Linked DNA regions of Drosophila melanogaster: region 1 is linked to region 2. Evidence: chromatin contacts called from public ChIA-PET data. All regions are on one chromosome and are shown on one strand. Each heading gives the region's core, a stretch centred on a gene start, on an enhancer-like site or on the middle of the called end of the contact. The rest is flanking DNA. Distances are from core to core; before and after follow the strand shown. Region 1 overlaps Marf1 (Meiosis regulator and mRNA stability factor 1). Region 2 has its middle 26 kb from the start of Marf1.

Region 1 (3,139 bases), core at 509-3,008, 79 kb after region 2:
CCAAAACTGTTGATCAGTTCTTTCAAGCCACCTTTAGTTTGGCGCATAAACGATTTCATCTCGTTCGCAACCACACGGCAAGGATCACAACAGTAATTTAGATTTTTACCCTTTGTACGGCCATTAAAACCAGCGCACTTAGCGCACCATTCTATCACATAGAAGTCACGAGACGTGATCCCCAGTGCATGTGTTTGGCGATGTAGTCTCCTGCAGCTATAAAGCGATCCCCCAGTGTGTTATAGAAATCCATCCATCGGAGGGCTTTGCCATCCGGGTGATCTGTCCGGCAGAAGGTATAACCCGTTATGTGAATATTATATCTTATATCTTATATCAATGTGGTTTAAATTTAGGAAAATACCGTTAGCATTCCACATGGATATACGTAGGTTAGACATTTATTATTTGAGCTGTTGTGCTACAAGAAACTAAATCCACATATTCTAGTGCTGAACAAGGGCTTGCATAGTCGCTTGCATAAGTTCCATCACACTTTGTTGCATGGTAAACATTATATTGTAGTTTCCAAATTGCTTTGTGGCTGCCCTGGGTTATGCTGCAAAGCTTCGGAATAGGAATGTCTGCCCTTAGTGCCCTTAGTGATATTTATGATCGTCGGCTTTGGCGAAAAAATGCGTTTCTTGTTGTTTTTGAGTTATAATACGCATTTTCCTTATTTTGTTGACGCGTAGCTGCTGCTCGTTGCACGCTCTTCTTCAGCTTCTTATTGACCGGTACAGCCTCTTCTGTAGTTTGCCGTATGTATGTGAAAGTCTCCACAGACTACGCAGACTTATCGAAGTGTGCAGTATGTCTTGGTGTGTCCCTACTTCTACAGGTCCGTTGCGTTTGTGTGTTTCATCCACGGTAGGTTCAATACCTTTTAGTACAACTTGCAGTCCCTTGCTGATTTTTAGTTGATAGGTGTAGAAATTATTTTTTATTTCCTCCGGGTATTTCGAACAAAGTCACTATAATAACAAAGTTGCGTAACGGCCATACATTGGCGACGGCCAAAATTGATCTCTGTCCGCTCGCTTTCGCTGAGAGCGTAAGAATTCTAATAATAAAAAATATTTCATAAAATTAATACGTTGTAGAAAATAAAAATTTATAAAATAAAATAAATAATAATAAAAATAATATAAAATAAAAATATGAAAACCGTTTGTTGCAAAAGTCACATCTAGAGGCACGAAGAAGCACTCAACAATCATTGTCTTATTAATTTTTCATACGTCGCAAGCTGAATACTCGAATGATAAATATTCTAATATAGTCATTTTTCAAAATTTATTCATTGATATTATGTACATAGATTCGGCTATTACTATTTCTAATCTATATTTAAATAATAACGTTAAGGCAATGCAAAAAAAATAACTTATTACATGGTGCCAAATATCAAAAATAATATAGATTTAAAGTCCAAGAACTTTTAAAGTGAAGGGTATATTTTGTCAAATTTACAATGCACACATATACAATGTGCACCATATGCTGTTGTCGGCTGTCACTGTATGCGTAGAAAAGAGCGGTTCGCTCTCTCGCTCTTGAACAAAAATTCGTGAGAGGCTGGAGCTACCTCTAGAGCAACCCCAAAAAAACCGTGTGCAAAAAAATCGTATGGCGTTACGCATCGTGCTATTCTAGTGTCTTTGGTGCGAAAGCGTTCTTTGGACTTCGTTTGAACTTTGGTTTCGTATCAGTTTCCTTTAATAAGCGGAACAACAGGCAAATTTTCGCCACTGGCCAGCAGAACAATTTTGTTGACCAGGTCGGTTAAAGAAAGTAAAGCATATATAAATAGGTAGGGGATTTGGCTTTTTTTTTGGATCCCTTGCCCCGCTGTGCTGGTTGTTTTCCGCCTCTGCTAAGATGGAAAATCGGTTGTCATGGGAGCTCATAGCCTGTTCCTTGCTTTTGTTATAATATGGTTGAACTTTGGCCTACACCACAGAACCAAACCGGTCTGTATGGCCAGGATCGGTTGTTGCTTATCATAGCTGACGGGTTTTGCTGCAATTGTATTGTGTGCTACTGCGGTTGGCAGTTGGTTTGGATATTGGTGGTGTTTTTGCTGCGCCAGCAGAGCGTCTCCCGTTGAAGCCGGCGATGGTGGGGCTCGGCTTTGGTAGCTCAATAATGTAGGAGTTTTGGTGAGCGTAGTTGGTGAACAAGAGCTCGCCCTCTTGCTGTCGACAGTCTGTAGAGCTGGGTTACTCTTTTGTTGATTTGTTGTCTATGTTTAAATACCGTGTAAGAGTAACAGCCGTTTCTTCGAGTTACGTAGCTTCAGCGCTAATTCTTTGGATCGCTGCTCATTTTTACGATCTTATTACGTGTTCACTTATTAATTTAATTTATATATTCACTTTTCTGAATCATAACACTAGTTAAGAATATTTTTTGTTTTATATTGATTACGGTACTTTCGCACTTTTTGGAAAACTTTAGTATTACAAATATTACTTGGAGTTTTCTCAGTTCATCCACTTTCTTTAATTTTATTACCGGAGCTCACACAATAACACGTGCGCTCTCTGAGCGGATGAGGACGCACAAAATAAGCAACATATTAGTAAAAACACCTGAAGAATGAGCATTGATTTCAAAATGGATGCATTTAGGCCTTGTGGTTGAAATGATATCAATTTTAGTAGGCACTAAAGAAAGAAGCTCACCGATGGCAAATGCTTTATGTTTGCTTTGACTTTACAGCACTTATTTTTAAAGATTGGAGTGTTAATTTTCGGGACCTGGCGAATAGACGTTAGAGTGCGACAAAATATTAGATTCCATTTTGATAATATTTATAGAATATGTTCTTTGAAAAAACTGCGCAAATAGATCGTCTATTGCCTGATCCGATGTCACCGTTAAATTTTGTTATGCGCTTAGTATTACGAAATTATAAAACTGTTTCGGGTCAATAAAAATTTCGCTATAACCTAACCGAGCACGTAAATATTGGGAAAGAAAAACTGAGAATCGGTATTTTTAAATTTTGTATAAAATCTGGACTTTATATTTCATGGGTGTGTACATATTTTATAAAGCCATGACGATTTATTAGAGTTAGACCAATTGTACTTTGGAGCACAAGAGTTAAAAAATAAGTTAATTGCGGTTTACA
Region 2 (2,792 bases), core at 18-2,517:
AACTTTTCACTCCTCGGCGAAAGATCGATCTCCCGGCGCAGATGAGCTGAAACGAAAGTGTGGCATTTTCCGCAAATACTTTGAGAAGCTATAATTTCGGATTACACGACTGCGAAGAAACTTTTATAAATCCTTACTCGAAAATTCAAACGAGGACTCTCAGAAAATGAACTCTTCTTAAAAAAAAAATGATTAGCTTAGGTTAGCTTACATACTATTTTAAGTACTAATGGGAATTCAATTTAAATGCAAGAAAAATTAGAAAATGACATGACTGAGTCTCCTGCTCGAGTAAACATTTTTTTTATAGCTTATTGTTAAACTTAAAATACATCATAAAAAAAATTTAACTTCTTACTCTCTACGCTCAAAATGGCGGTTCGGGGATTAATACATTTGAGTAAAGGTTAGGTCAGACATTTAGCGTTTTTACGCATAATTAAAATTTTTTAATCAATTTAAACTCGCTTTAATTTAATTTTAATGTCCATTCTGGACTACCAATCACGCTATAATTCTCCGTCTTTTTTTTATTAATTTAAATAACCCTCCTGGGGGTCCCGGCTTATTGCCGGTTGCGATCCCGCTGCTGCTGCTTGTCCTTCTCTGCCCCTCGCTGGGAAGGCGCTCCACTACACGGCCTGGCTTAGTTATCGCCTCTCCTTCTGCCCGCCGGTGACGGCCCCCGTCGAACCGTGGGGTCAGGATAGTGAAGCGGATGCGTAAAAGCTGCCAAGCGAAGACTCTCCTGCCTTCAATTTCAGCTACAATAATATTTACCGCATCAAACCACAGTTCACTTTTTTCCGAAGTTTACTGACCTGATATTGCCCCAGTCGAAACTTGGGGTCTGGCGACAAGGCTGCGGCGCGATGGCTGTGCCAAGCGACGATCTTTCCGGCTTAAAAAAATTTTTTATTGCCGGGAAACACACGACGGACTTATCTCGCGCACCAATATTGTCGAAGAAACGCAGTACGATAATATTTCCCACGACAAGAAAATACTTATGACCGCAGGTTACGACTTTTCGAAAGGCTCTTTCACAACTAGACTCGTCGACTGTTCTATTCGAAAAAAAAACAAACAGGAAACACAAGCCGAGGTGTAGGCCATCGGCGGAAATCACGATCAGCTGAAACGCACATTTTTTTCGATAACCGAATTATCCCAAACTTTCCGGGTGCAGCTTATATGGGTTGCATTCCGTCTGGTATATTCCAGCTACTTCATACTGCATCTGGTATGACCTTCCATTGGTGTGTCACAGCTGACCGCAAGCACACTATCGATTATTCATCGAGACTTTAATACCCACTGCTTCAGTCGCCTCTTCACCACGAGCACCTCGGTATGATCGCTATTTCCCAACAGATCTCGTGAATTTCAACTCTTGTGAATTTCACCACGACACTACTCATACACACAAGCTTTTTGCATATATACCCTTAGGTTCACCAAGATTCCTGAGTACTCCGCTTTGAATCCATCAGCTACGTAGGAAAGGATGCCTTATCCGTAATTTGTAAACTCTTTGGGTGTTTACAAGCTTTACAAGCTTCCAACGGTGATGACTCTGCAGATTCTGCTTTTCCGTGTCTCTTACATTGTTACTGCCAAATTGTTAACACAAAAATCCTTCCGTTATGCAGGTAGAGGAAGGTGTTTCCGACCATATAAAAAAACATGTTAAGGTAAAAAAGTTTTGTTTTCGCTTCGGGAATAAAATCAAAAAATTGTTTTTCTTTGGTAAGATTCTTTTTAGATTCCCAATGTAAAACTGATTTTACAAAGTGCATTATTCTTATAACTGTGGCTTTTGTCGGTGACAGCGACGAGGGCAACGAAAGTGGACTTTGGTCAGAATATTTTGATTGGTTTAACCTGTGGCCTATATACTACTCTATACATCGCCAGGCTGCATCTTTTGTTAAATTAATTTGGATTATTAAAATTTTTTATGATGATCAAAGGGTTTACAGGCTGGACCCTTTGTTTAAGAGTTTGAAAAGTGTTTATGTAAATTAACAGACAACAATTTTAGTTATTGTGGTTTATTCTGCGACTATGCGCGTTCAGATGAGTTCTTAAAACTGAAGACAGAAAACTTAAGCTTAATATAAAGTAGCCCATCTTCTGAAGCAGCGCTCACGGCAGAACGCTGACATTGCGCTTCACACGCTCCGGGCAGTAGAATGTTGGAATGCAGGAGTCATATTTCGCGACTTAGTTGCAGTCGCGCTGACGTTACTGCGGCCGCGTCCGGTCTTATCGTGGAGTTAGCGATTTTGGCCCTGCGCGTGTTAACTCCTCCCCGCGTTAGGTTAAAGTCGTCCTCGGCTTTTCGGGAAGGTATCGTCATCTCGATGCTGGAGTCGGGGTGTCGTCTTTTGACTCGACAGTAACGGATGCTTTGGATGATCCCATAAACAATTAGGACCACGGCGATGGTGATGCCACTGCTTAAAATGGGTCTCGAAATGATGTCAGATTTCAGACTACCAATATGTTGGAGGTTCTGCAGCGACAGCTCGTGCAAGAACGACAAGCTTAGTTGATCTCGATGGCTAGTCACATTGATCTGAGAGGCCACTGCCGCAGCGGGTTTCTTCTTTAGGACGCCCTGGTGGTTTTCGTAGTGGGTGCCGTTTAGAGATATACGATCGTCATATGTGGCTAAGTAGGTTCCCGAGATCATCTTACTGCTGCCTAGGCTATCTTCGACCCTGAAGGTTGCGTCGTTGATAATCAGGACACCTTCTTCAACAAGTGTCACCGGATCCAGATGGCCA

Evidence for each region. ChIA-PET counts read pairs in DNA pulled down with a chosen protein or histone mark.
Region 1: an RNA polymerase II ChIA-PET map of the S2 cell line shows a contact between it and region 2, with 9 times the contacts expected there. The contact joins two enhancer-like sites. A contact is called at or near these places in 1 of 1 datasets of contacts at CTCF or cohesin (the Kc167 cell line), 5 of 107 Hi-C or Micro-C datasets (the Kc167 cell line, the ML-DmBG3-c2 cell line, the OSC cell line and 1 more) and 4 of 6 datasets of contacts at active chromatin or transcription factors (the Kc167 cell line and the S2 cell line).

Annotation. Positions count from the first base shown.
Region 1 is chr2L:22,359,688-22,362,826 of dm6, forward strand. The region is part of intron 5 of Marf1 (Meiosis regulator and mRNA stability factor 1); the gene reads left to right. Among named protein-coding and RNA genes, the nearest start is that of Marf1, 53 kb to the left of the region's middle. Within about 2 kb of position 1,759, at least 19 of the 39 cell types and tissues checked have an H3K27ac peak or open chromatin away from gene starts, as enhancers often do. A contact at or near this core is called in the Kc167 cell line, the OSC cell line and the S2 cell line, where this site is marked.
Region 2 is chr2L:22,281,429-22,284,220 of dm6, forward strand. No RefSeq gene overlaps it. Among named protein-coding and RNA genes, the nearest start is that of Marf1, 26 kb to the right of the region's middle. Within about 2 kb of position 1,268, at least 8 of the 39 cell types and tissues checked have an H3K27ac peak or open chromatin away from gene starts, as enhancers often do. A contact at or near this core is called in the Kc167 cell line, the OSC cell line and the S2 cell line, where this site is marked.